Regions from separate parts of the Mus musculus genome. Here region 1 is linked to region 2. Evidence: chromatin contacts called from public Hi-C data. All regions are on one chromosome and are shown on one strand. The core of a region is the stretch at or near the end of the contact, and the rest is flanking DNA. Distances in the headings are between cores, read along the strand shown. Region 1 holds the start of 1700023C21Rik (RIKEN cDNA 1700023C21 gene). Region 2 overlaps 1700012B07Rik (RIKEN cDNA 1700012B07 gene).

Region 1 (6,767 bases), core at 1,436-3,935, 42 kb after region 2:
GCTGTTGGTCATGGTATTTAACCACAGTCACAGAAAAGTAATCAATACATCACGGTAGTGAACGATTCTATAGTTTAACTTACGGTGCTACAATGCCCAGATAGTTGGTCCAAAACATTGTTCAAATGTTTCTGTGAGGGTGTACTCAGATGGCACTGACCTTTAAATCCATGTGGTAGTCTACAACTCGAGCACATTTTCTTCTACAGTCTCGATGGGCTACATCCTGTCTGTCAAAGCCTGACAACCCTGAACAGGAGGAAATTTTGCTTTTGACTTTCTTTGTAGCCTTGGCACTTCATGGTTTATTAGCATAGTCATTGGCTTTCCTGGTCAGAATTTGGGTTTACAAAATCACCACCATCACACAGATCCACCATCCAGGATTCTTTAAAACAAAATAACCAACCAAATAAAAATCTGCGTATCTCCTGACACCACCTTTTCGTCCTCTGGAGAGCCATGACAACTTCACTGGGCAGTGTCAACCCATGGATGAGAACATTTCAAGGTCTAATGGCTACTCAGGGTAGAGAGAAAATTCTAATCCAAGACTCTCTAGTTCCAGGTCCATGTTTTCTCTCCATCCACACACACTCCTTGGAGCCTGTGAAATGGCTCTGGAAAGATGCAAAGCTGTGTCCATGACTTCTGGTTGATATAAGACTGCCAATGGGAACTGGACCTGAGGGAGTCTTGATGATCAACTAAGGAATAGCAGCTATACTGTACTGGGCTGTGTCAGTCGAGCCTTTTAGGGCTTAACAGACTCAAGCTGGAGTCTCTAGCATCTCAGACTGGTTTGTAATGGGGATTTAATCTTTGTGAGCCGTCCTTCGGTGGAAGGACAAGCCAGGGACTTTTCCTGTTACAGTGCTGAGAAGCTCATATTATTCTGCCATAGATGTATCCCACCATCCCTTTCCTTTTCACTGTCTCCTGAGTCAGACCCCTATATCATCCCTGCCCCTTCCCATGTAAATGTGTAACCTGAAAAGCCAGACAAAACAGGAAGTGAGGAAACTCCACTGTCTGTAACAAGGGAGAAGGGTCCACAGAAACTCTTTCATTATTAGTTAATTAATTTTTGAAATAGGATCTCCCAAAGCCCAGATTGGTTTCAAAAGCACTATGTAGCTGACCTTGAATTCTTGATCTCTCTATCTTCCAAATACTGGGATTATAGACATGTTGTCAGCACATCTGGTTAGTGCAATGCTGGGGACGGGAGCTAGGACTTTCCTTCATGCCAGGCAGGCACTCTACCAATTGAACTATACCCTCAGACTTCCTTCCCAAAGTTCCTCTATTAGCACAGAGAAGAGACGGTCTGAGATGAAGGTCCCTTCTTACAAGTTCTTCCTCCCTTTGGGCAGCTTGGAGCTCCAGGACTATAAAACAACAGATTTTTTTCCAATTGCTTTGCACAGCAGAGGGAGTCCCAAATGTCACACACTTGAACTCCTTTGATTCTTGGAAGGAGGGCCAGCTGCCGACAGCTAGCAGCCAGGGGAGTGGAGGAGTCTGTTGGTACAAGGGAAAAATAAAATCCTCCACACTAACTGGCTTGTGACTCCTCAGGACCCTGCAAGAGCAGTATGCTGGTTTTATTCCTCGGTGATTTTCTTTGACCGTAAATATTCAGTATGCCAAAATGTTTACGTCCAGGGAATACTAAATACATGAATCCTTATCAAGTCCTACCCACAGAGACCCAAATCCTGATGGAATGTAAGTTTTCTGTAGTCACTTTCTCTCTTGGACTTCATTGAGAACCTTGTACAAAAAGCAATGCATTTAAGTAAATTAAAATCAGCCCCATCTAGCAAGTCATTTACTATAAATGGGCTAAATACTATAATTAAAAAAGACATGACTGGATAACAAAACAGAATCAGACCCAGTCTAAGCAGAGGAAAGAGACATATTTAACAGAGTGACACACGGACTACAAAGATAAAAGCATGAGAAGAGAAATGCTCTGGAAAAGGCAAGTTAAAAGAAAGTGTGAAGTTAAAACTAAGACAAAGGCGCTGCTCTTCCAGAGGTCCTGAGTTCAATTCCCAGCAGCCACATGGTGACTCAAAACCATTTGTAATAGGATCTGATGCCCTCTTCTGGTGTGTCTGAGGACAGTGTACTCACACTAAATAAATAAACAAACAAATAAATCAATCAATAAATAAATCTAAAAGCAAAACAAAACAGACAAAACCCCAAGACAAAGAAATCAAAGACATCAGCTAGCCCCACCCTCTGCCACAAAACCCCAAGAACAATACACAAGCGACAACACTTTATAATATTAAAAGAGACTCATATTTAAGCCCTAAGTATGTCCTGTGGTCCACAGGGCCGCTAAGAGTAGTTTTCTTTCTTCTTGTGAATGTGTAAGAAACTGGATTCAATCCCCACCACAAACAACAAACAAACAAACAAACAAACAAACAAACAAACATCTCAAAATAGACTCTGTGAAAGAAAGAAAAACAACAGCTGGTGTCCATCATGAACATGGCTGCTCTGTGTGTTTGTAAACCATGTTGAAGTGGAACACAGGCATGACCACTTCAGTGACATTCCGTTGTTGTGGTCACATCAGCAGAGCAGAATCCAGTAGCTGTGACGTAACTGCCTGGTGCATAGAGCCCAACAACTGTAATGTAACAACATAAAACTCTTTCTGTGGCGGTTAGGAGGCAGCCGAACCAGTTGAGGCCTCAGGGCCAAGAAATCTGAGAAGCAGAAAAAACCCTAAGGTGCCACATTTGGTTTCTTCCCCTCAGGGTCTTTGTCTGCCACACCACAGGTCTCTGAGAACCAAATGAGGTTGCGAGCAGTCTGTTGCTGTTGTGCTGGCAGGGGACAGATGGGTGAGTTGAGCATCACCAAGGGAGCCAGGACTGCAGACGCCAGAGTCCCGGGAAAGTAAAGGGCAGGAGAGCGAGCAGCATGTTCTAAGTGTAGCTTCCCTTTGAAGCAGCTGCCGACTCCTGACCTCTGTGTTCTACATCCGCTTCTATTTTTTTCCTCCTTCTTTTATTAATTCTTTGAAGATTTTGTACAATTCATTTTGATGATATTCACCCCTGTTCCCCTACCATTCAAGGTCCATTCCTCCTTCCTAGCCACTCAAATTTGTGCCCCCCCCCCAACTCATTTAATACAGTTTGTATCTCATATGCTCTTGGATGTATGGTCTTCTCTCTGGGGGCTGCTCTATCCACCAGAGAGAGGGCCACAGTACTGAAGAAAATAACTGCCTCTCCCAGAAGCTTGCAGCTTCCAATGGGTCCTTAGCTAGGGGTGGGACTTCACCTCCGCGCTCCATGCTGGGATTTTGTTTGGCTTGAGCTGGCGCGCAAGGTCTTGTGCGTGCTGTTTCAACTGCTGTGAGTTCATTTGTACAGCTGTCCTGCGATATCCAGAAAGCAGTTTCCTGGTAGTCAGCCCAACACCAACTCTGCCTCTTACAATCTTTCTGTCAGAAGAGGGTAGCAGAGCAAGGCGCTGGATGGAGGTTGTGGGACAACTAAGCACTGATTGATTGATTGATTGATTTTAAAGCTTGATAAGCTTCCTGGGAGGGTCAGATAAGCGGCATCTTAAGTCAGGTTTGGTAGGCATCCCAGGGCAGATTTGCTAAGCGTCCAACGAAGGGTTTGAGAAGGACCCTGGGCTCTCAGACCAACCCCCTAAAGTACTGTTCACCCGGCTCCAGGGCAACTAGAGATATTCACCAGTTTTCATGTTGCTTATAAATGTTATCAGTTACTCTATTATTTTTAATTTGACCCTGGCAGCCACCCCCCCCCCCCACCAATAATTGAGACAGAGTCCTACTAGACTTATTTAATCAACTTTAACACAATTACTGAGCGAATTACCTCTAATCTATTTTTCTAAGGCTAGACTGTCTAATTCCCCAGCCTTGCTCCCCAAGTGCTAGCAGTTTGAGTCTTGTCCGGGCTTATTTTTGCTCCATCAGTCTGTCCTCAGGGGACATTTCACTTGCCACTGCCACCGTGCCCCTGGCCCAATTAGTCTAACTGAGACCTCCTGTCCCCTCCTTACTTTCTCCTTCCCTTCCTTCCTCCTCCCTCTCTCCCTCTCAGGGACCCTACCTGTGATCCCCAGCCCAGTAGCCGAAGCCCCGCCCACATTTATTCTCCCCAGTAATTGGCTATAGTCACTTACATTTAACCAATAGCTTTGAATTGGGGAGCAAGGTTTATACAACATCCTTTGGTAAAAATGTGCTCTTGGGGGGCCAGTATTTAGCATTTGAATAAATACACAGCAGCACTTCCAGGTGGAGGTGACTTAATTAAATATTTATTTAATCATCTTTGGAAGAAAATAACATTACCAATAATCTCCCCAGGTTTTTCGTTTGTTTGGGTTGGTTTGGTTTAGTTTTGTTTGTTTGTTTGTATTTTGTTTTTGTTTTTCAGTGCTGGCTATCAAACCCAGGACCTCACACATGCTATTTAAGGTAACAATTCCATGGTTGGGCTAAATCTCCAGCCTGGGGCTTCATATTATTTTTAATGTATAATGTCTGACAGCCAAATAAAAATTACCAGACATGCTCAGAAACAGGGCCAACTGACCTGATATTAGAAAGGAAACCGGTCTGCTGTGAGATGCAGACATTAAAATAAGTATGTTAAATTTGTTTAAAATAGATTGCAATCTGGAAAATTTCAGTAGGGAAATTGGAAACGATCTCATTTATGTACAAGATGAGTCAAGTCAAAATTATTGATTTAAAAAATAAGAAATTAGGAACACAGTAGGTGGATTTAATGGGAGATTAGAACCAGAAAAAGAAATGATTAGCAAGTTGTCCTTAATTTTTTTTTCTGTTGTTATTATAGAGAGTTATATAAAACCACTTTAGAAGATGGTCGTTAAAGGATGGGGAATAAATCAGAGTGAGGGTATTAAAATGAAGAATGGAAAACATCAAAAAGCATGAGAAACATTTCTGAAACTAACATGTATAATTCAGAAATTGTCAGAAAAATTTTCTGAAATTAACATGTATAATTGATTTGCCGGAAGGAGGGGGAATAAGGGAAGAATTGAAGAGAGCCTGATGGATGATCTCCCTGTTCATAGGTGACATCAGTGGACAGGCTCAAGAATCTTGTCCTACTAAGCAAAATATGTAAAGAAAATCACACCATCGTCTATCCAAACTGGGACAAGATCAGCAAGACGATAAAATCAAGAAAAAATTACAATACTGAAAAAATTACAAAATAAAAATAGAAAAGAGGATGCCATGTAGAATCCAACTCCATCCCCTTAAACTAACAACATCTGAGTTTCTTCCTCCCCAATTATGGTCACATTCATAGGTCTAGAGACATCTACATATCCCTTGGGAGGGAGCACAGTTTGATACACTGTAATTATTAAAATAAATGAACAAGATCTGACAAATACAATCAAAGAAGCTGCAGTGGGCAGTCTGGAAAGGAAGCTGACCCATAATTCATAGTTCCCTCTCAGAATTTGGCTTATCTGAATCAGACAGCCTCAAGGACGTGGCTGGACCTTGCTGTGGGTGGAAGAGCATTAGACAGAAACTACACATTATTATATAGAGATGGAGACTTGACAGGGCCTTAAAGGGAGAGAGAAGTTTCACTTTAAAGGCTGGAGAAGGACTTTTGTTAAGAGAAACACAGCAAGGTGATGCATGCCTTTAATCCCAGCACTCGGGAGGCAGATGCAGGTGGCTGTCTGTGTTTGAGGCCAGCCTGGTCTACAAAGCAAGTACTGGCACAGCCAGGGATGTATATAGAAACATGGTCTAGAAAAACCAGTGTGGGCGTGTGTCTGTGTGTTTGAGTGCCACCGTGTCCCAGTAGTACAAGGACAATGTTCTTGGACACTGCCTTGTATTCCTGTTGTCTGAGCACGAAGGAAGAAGATTGCTTGCCTCTGGCAGTCAGGAGTCTGGAACAAGAATGGAGTTTTATCTTATCTCTACCTATATCGTTTACTAAATACTTACGGAATATTTACTGTGAATTAAGTGCAGGGGATATAAAGATAAATAAAACATGATCTCTCCCTGCAGGGAACACTCTGGCCAGGCATGTAACTTGGTAGTTAAAGCATTCTGTGATTTGGGTTTATGAAAGAAACGTGGAAGCCAGGTGGTGGTGGTGCACGCCTTTAATCCCAGCACTCGGGAGGTAGAGGCAGGCAGATTTCTGAGTTTGAGGCCAGCGTGGTCTACAGAGTGAGTTCCAGGACAGCCAGGGCTACACAGAGAAACCCGTCTCAAAACAAAACAAAACAAAACATAACAAAACAAAACAAAACAAAACAAAACAAAACAAAACGAGAAAGAAACGTGGAGACAGACAGCCCCAGGTCTTCTACAACAGGGAAAGGGTTACATTGTTTCTCTTATCCTTTTTCCCAGGCTTGTAGAGATGCTTAGAGAAGATGAGCAGCAGGAAAGGCCAAATGTATTCAGGAAACTCAAAGCCAGAGAAAAAGAGCAGGCAGAGAAAGGAGAGGATGATGTACACCTGGGGTGGAAGCGCCTGCGAGTGGGCAGGACACCGAAGCCTCAACGCTGAACAGCACTGTTTAAAGCCCATACTACAAAACCTGGATTTTATCAGTTAAAGAGGTTTTAAGCACGATCATGATGGAATCAATTCGATATAACGGAAAATCTTGGATCAGAATATATTGTGTGAGAAAGAAATTATTTTTAGTTAAAAAAAAAAACCTTGGAG
Region 2 (6,147 bases), core at 2,525-5,024:
AATAAAAGAACTTTTGGAAATATCACCACCCCTGTTGTCAAGCTGTACTATAAAGCAATAGTAATAAAAACTGCATGGTATTGGTATAGAAACAGACAGGTTGATCTATGGTATAGAACCCAAGAAGCAGAAATAAACCCATACACCTTTGGACACTTAATACAATGGGAAAGAGAGAGCATCTTCAAATAACGCTGGTCTAACTGGGTGACTGCATGGAGAAGGATGCAAATAGATTCATATGTATCATCCTGCATAAAACTCAAGTCCAAGTGGATCAAAGACCTCAACGTAAAACCAGATACACTAAATCTCATAGAACAGACAGTGAGCCTAACCTTGAACTCGTTGCTATCGGAGACAACTTCCTGAAGAGAGCACCCAGGGCTCAGGCACTAAGATCAATAATAAATGGGAACTCCTGAATTTAATTAACAAGTGGGACCTCATGAAACTGAAAAACTTCTGTAATGCAAAGGACACTGTCATTAGGATAAAATGACAGCCTACAGGATGAGAAAAATATCTTCATCTGACAGAGGGCTAATACCTAAAATATCTAAAGAGCTGAAGAAGTTAGACACAAAACACCAAAAATAATCCAATTAAAAGATGGGGTACAAAGCTAAACAGGGAATTTTCAACAGAGAAATATCTAATAGCCAAGAAGCACTTAAAGAAATGTTTAATGTAATTAATCATCAGGGAAATGCAAATCAAAGCAACTTTGAGAGAGTTGCTTTACACCTTACACCCATCAGAATGACTGAGATCAAAACTGATGGGAGTGCAAACTTGTACAGCCACTCTGGAAATCAATTTGGTGGTTTCTCAGAAAACTGGGAAAAGTTCTACCTCAAGATCCAGCTATGCAACTCTTGGGAATATATCCAAAAGATGCTCCACCATCCCACAAAGACACTTGCTCAACTCTGTTCATAGCAGCTTTATTTGTAATAGCCAGAAACTGGAAACAATACAGATGTCCCTAAACTGAAAAATGGATAAAGAAAATGTGGTTCATTTATAACAATGGAGTAATACTCAGCTATTAAAAACAAGGACATCATGATCATTTTGCAGACAAATGGATGGAACTAGAAAATATTATCCTGAGTGAGGTAACCCACATACAAAAGGACGTTCATGGCATGTACTCACTGATAAGTGGATATTAGTCATAAAGTACAGGATAACCATGCTACACTCCACAGACCCCCAAAAAGCCAAATAACAAGGAGAATCCACAGGAGGATGCTTGAATCTTTCTCAGAGGGGAAATAAAATAAATATCAGAGGTGGATGGAGGAGGGAACTGGGTGGGAAAGAGAACAGAAACCAGTAGGGGCAGCATCTCTAAGATGTGTCAGAGACCTGGGACAGGGGTGGGGGTGGGGGGAAGCTCCAGGGAGTCTATGGGGGTAACTCTAGCAGAGAATCCTAGCAGTAGGGGGTAGGAAGTCTTAGGCGGGCCACCTCCAGTGGCCAGGCAGGACTTCCAGTGAAGAAATAAGAACACCAACTTATCCAAAAAAAAAAAAAAAAAAAAAAAAAAAAAAAAAAACCAAAAAAAAAAAAAAAAAACAAAAACAAAAAACACCCTTGACCTAAAATGTATCCTGCCTACAAAATGTGCAGGGGAAAAGATGGAGCAGAGATGGAGGGAATGGCCAACTGATGACCAGCCGAAATTGAAACCCATCCCATGAGCAATTACCAATCCTCGACACTATTAATGATTCTCTGTTATGTTTGCAGACAGGAGCCTAGCAAAACTGTCCTCAGAGAGGCTCCACCCAACAGCCGATGGAAACAGATTCGGAGACCCACAGCCCAATATTAGATGGAGCTCACTTGAGTCTTGTGGAGGAGTCGGAGGGATGATTGAGGGGCCTGAAGAAGATCGAGACTCCACAAGAAGACCAACAGAATCAACTAACCTGGACCTTTGAGGGCTACCAGAGACTGAAACACCAACCAGAGAGCAAACATGGGCTGGGCCTACCCCAACCCCCAGCACATCTGTAACAGCTGTGCAACGTGGTCTTCATGTGGGTCCCCAACAACTGAAGCAGGGGCTTTCCCTGAGTCTGTTGCCTTCCTGTGGATCCCATTCCCCTAACTGGCCTGCCTTGTCTGGCCTCAGTGGGAGAGGATGAGTCTTGTCCTGCAGTGACTTGATGTGCCAGGGTGGGGTGATATGGGGGGGGGGCAGAAAGAGCTCCTCTTTCACAAAAGAGATGGGGAGTGGGGAGTGAGGGGAGGAGGCATAGGGTAGACTGGGAAGAAGGGGGTTGATATTGAAATATAAAGTGAATAAGTAAATAAATTGATAAGAAAAAAAAACAGAAAGAAGTCAGCTCACTGAACATTTCCCCTTAGAAGCCAAGGTAGATATAAAACCACGACTCAGCCTTTTCTGAGGAGAAAGGGAAGATGGTGGAGGGTGAGGTGAGAGGAGGGTCTAAGAGGAGTGGACTGAGGGGAAGCTACAACAGGGATGTAAAGTAAATTAATTAATAATAAAATGTGACTCAGAATCGTCTTTCAGAGTCTGCTAAAACATTTAATTCTGAGGTCCGTGCTGGTATGTGGGAAGCATTTTTTTTTCCTTTTTCCTTTGAGCTTGTGTTCTGAGCATGCACATCTGTGCTGACACACGTGGAGGATGGCGGTCACTCCTGGGTGCTGTCTGTGTCTCATGTACTGTCTGCCTGTATTTTTAGGCAGGATCTCGAACTGGCCTGGAACTTGCCTGTTAGGCTAGACTGGGCCATGGATTTCAAACGTCCATCTTTCTCCTTGTCCTAGTGTTGGGGGTTTCAGATGTGTGCCCACATTTATTACATGGTGCTGGGGGTCAAACTCATGCTTGTGCAGTGAGCACTTCACTGACAGACATCTCTCCAGCTCTGAACATTTTCATCAGTGGAGTCAGGTGATGGCTGGGCTACCATGGTTTAATGGGGTGTCTGGAATTTAACAGAGGCTCAATAAATGTTTGGGAAACAAGTTCATGGGGGGAGGGCTGTGAAGATGCCTGTCTGAGCTGAAACTGGACTTTTCTTCCAGGATGCTCTGCCTCTTGGGATGCCTGTCAAGAATTCGAAGCAGTGTGTGGTGTACTGGGAGGGACTGCCCCTTTAGATCCCAGGCACCAGAGCTCACGTGGCTTTCAATCTCAAATGTCTTCCACTACTCCAGCATTATCTTAAGAGGAATCTAGTCTCATGGGGCTTTGCTGAGACCCCCTTAGCCACTAACTGTTGGCCTTTGCAGCCAGTATTGCTGGACTCAGGGATTGTTCATCCAGCAGGCATCAGGGGCAGCCCCTCCCAGGCTGGGATGGAGGTGGCCCTGGGGAAGAGGAAAGGCACAGGGAACGGGGGAGTGGGAGACTCCAGGCTGCTCTTTATTTATTGTGAGATAACCAGGACATTTGACTACTTTTAAAATTCTTTCTTTAGTGATGGTTTTTAGGGGTGAGGGGGAGGGGGAGGGGGAGGGGAGGGGGAGAAGCAGGGAGGCATTCTCTGGAAGTGATTAAACCCGGAGATAACACATACTCATAGAAAACTGGAAATTTTGAAAGAAGACTTGTTTGTAACCTCAGAATTAATCCCATGCCCTTGATGCTGAAAATGCTTCTCTTTGAGCACAGAAAGAGAAGTATTTCCTACTTAACTCTGAGCCTTTTAAAGTAAAAAATAGGTTTCTGCTGAACAACTCTGTTTCCTCTTAAGAAAAGGACATGTACTTGGCAAATACTCTACACTGAGCTGCACCCCTACATCTTTGGGTTTTATTCTTGTTCCTTTGAGGAAACGGCCTTGCCATGTGCAGGCTCTATAAAAATATTAACTTACCCGTCTCCGCTACCATGCCCATGTCTGTGTAGGCCTCAGGACAACCCTGGGTGTCACCTTTGGCTCTCCCGTACCTTTGAGACAGGCTCTCTCATTTTCTTGAAGCTCGCCAATTAGGCTGGTTGGTGGACAAGTTTTCCAGATCTTCCCATCTGCACCTCCCCAGTGCTGAGACTCACACCTAGCACTTTCTGCAGCTTTATCTGGGCTCGGAGGGATTGGACTTAGGTTTTTGTTCTCTCACGGCAAGCCCTGTATGGACTGAACCTTTTAGAGCTATTTTAAAAGGGGTTTTCATGTTCATAGTAGGGGTACTAAATTTTCGCTGGCTGGAGAGTAGCAGCTCCCGGCTCTGGTAGTGTGTAGGAGCCTCCCATGGAGGCTTTCAAAAAGTCCAGTGCGCAGGTGTCCCCATGCCCACTGAGGTTGAGTTTTGCTGAGCAGTGCTTTGGACAAACCTCTGGGTGATTTCCACTAGGGCAGCAGGGACTCATACACCACCCGGTTAGAATCTGGACTTACCTGTGTAGACTCTGGCGACCAAATAGATGCTCCTCTGTGTTGCATGCTAGAAGCCAAATCGGGGGTGGGGTGGGGGGTGGGGTGGGGTTAAGGGTGGAAATGATCGCCTTATGGATTGCAGTGTTTGACTGGTTTAAGCACCTTTTGTTTCTGACAATGGCTTCCATATGCTTAAAAAAGAAATAAAAACCACACTGGGTTTTAAAATATCTATCTATCTATCTATCTATCTATCTATCTATCTATCTATCTATCATCTATCTATCTATCCACCTATCTATCTAAAAGTCATTCAGTTGTATTAAAGCTTTAAGGCTTCTTGCCAACTTCTGCATCAGGGAAAAGCTGTTAATGCAAGAGAAACACTGTAATTTCTAAACATTTTAATTTGATTCTGTTAGCGTTACTTTCACAGCTGCCTCATGTAACTCAAGCTGGCCTCAGATTCTCTGTGTAATCAAGGTCGGCTTGAACATCTGACCCTCTTTCATCTGCCTCCCAAGCACTGGGTGACATACATGCATCGCCATGCCTGGCTTGTGATTTCTTTTAAAACAAGTGTTATGTTAATATTGTTTGACTCTCCCAGCTCCTCAAAAGGGCTCTTCCCTGTGGCTTGAGTATTCAGAAGGACCGTGTAAGACACGTGTAAGAACTGAATCTTTATTGTATAGAGTATGGCAGGTAGAATTCTAAGATGCCTAGGATTCTAATCCCATATGATATATGTCCTAGATGATCCATGTCCTTGGATGTGACCTGGGCTGGTGAATGTGATGATCCAACATTCCAATGACTATGGCACTATAAGGCAAAGATAAAGGAATTTTTTAGTTTATAAACCCTTATAAGGTGACTCTAAAGGGATCAAGAAGGAGCTTATGGGTTGCAGAAATGGCTCAGTGGCTAAGAGACTTGTTGCTTTCCAGGGGACACCAGTCTGTTTCCTAGAACCCACATAGTGGCTAAGAGCCATCTGTAATTCTAGTTCCGGAAGATCTGATGCCCTTTTCTGGTCTCAACAGGAACCACACATATGGTACACATGCCTACACGCAAGCAAACCACTCATACCCCCCAAATAAAAACAAACAAACAAAGAGCGTATCTTGGCAGGCCTCACCTAATTCACTGAGTCCCTTCAAAATGATCTTGGGTTCAAAGCTTTCAAGAGACAAACCAATGTGAGTTCTAAGTCTGCAAAGAAATGGATCTTGCCAAGAATCCAGAGCCACAAGGGGATGCCAAGGGTAGGAGTCAGTAAGCTTTGTCCAGTTTCCTGACCCATAAAAGTAGACATAATTAGCAGATGTTGTTTTAATCCACCAGATGTGTGGTCATTTGCTCTGTGGCAAGAGGACTCTGATCCAGTGGTGGAGAGATAATAACAGAGAAAGGTTAAGGGACTTGGCCAGGAACACACATTGGAAGCTCGTGGGACTGGGAGTCAAGCCTCTTCATTTGCTACAGTGTGCTATTAACCACCATTCCACCATCAGTTTACAGAAAAAGGCTCACTGGCACCAACCCTCTTTTTTTCTGGAAAATATAAACTGGAACAAACCAAGGCTGATTCTAAACTCTGCTGCACTGTGAAAATCAGAAGAAGGAGCTGCTAATACAACACAGAGTTCACACACACACACACACACACACACACACGCACGCACAAGGTAGCAAAGCCAGGATTTGGTTACCACCTGGGCTCTCTTTGTGGATGCTGGCTGTGCCGGGAGATGAAGGGCAGGCAGCATTTGTG

What was found. Hi-C and Micro-C count contacts between places; a contact is called where the count stands out from the background.
Region 1: a Hi-C map of uterus shows a contact between it and region 2, with 2.0 times the contacts expected there. The contact joins the promoter of 1700023C21Rik here to the enhancer-like site in region 2. A contact is called at or near these places in 3 of 39 promoter capture datasets (hippocampal neurons and liver), 1 of 15 datasets of contacts at CTCF or cohesin (CD8 T cells), 26 of 484 Hi-C or Micro-C datasets (the C2C12 cell line, CD8 T cells, LSK cells and 11 more), 4 of 115 datasets of contacts at active chromatin or transcription factors (the NIH/3T3 cell line, embryonic fibroblasts, embryonic stem cells and 1 more) and 1 of 9 other capture datasets (embryonic stem cells).

Annotation. Positions count from the first base shown.
Region 1 is chr11:109,843,193-109,849,959 of GRCm38.p6, forward strand. 1700023C21Rik (RIKEN cDNA 1700023C21 gene) reads left to right here and starts at 2,686. Exons shown (of 3, transcript NR_045909.1): 1 at 2,686-2,873; 2 at 4,455-4,495; 3 at 5,125-5,284.
Region 2 is chr11:109,800,252-109,806,398 of GRCm38.p6, forward strand. All of the region lies in intron 2 of 1700012B07Rik (RIKEN cDNA 1700012B07 gene), which reads right to left. Gm11683 (a long non-coding RNA gene) reads left to right here. Exons shown (of 2, transcript XR_389104.3): 2 at 1,759-2,545. Among named protein-coding and RNA genes, the nearest start is that of Gm11683, 6.1 kb to the left of the region's middle. Within about 2 kb of position 3,775, at least 15 of the 459 cell types and tissues checked have an H3K27ac peak or open chromatin away from gene starts, as enhancers often do. A contact at or near this core is called in the C2C12 cell line and uterus, where this site is marked.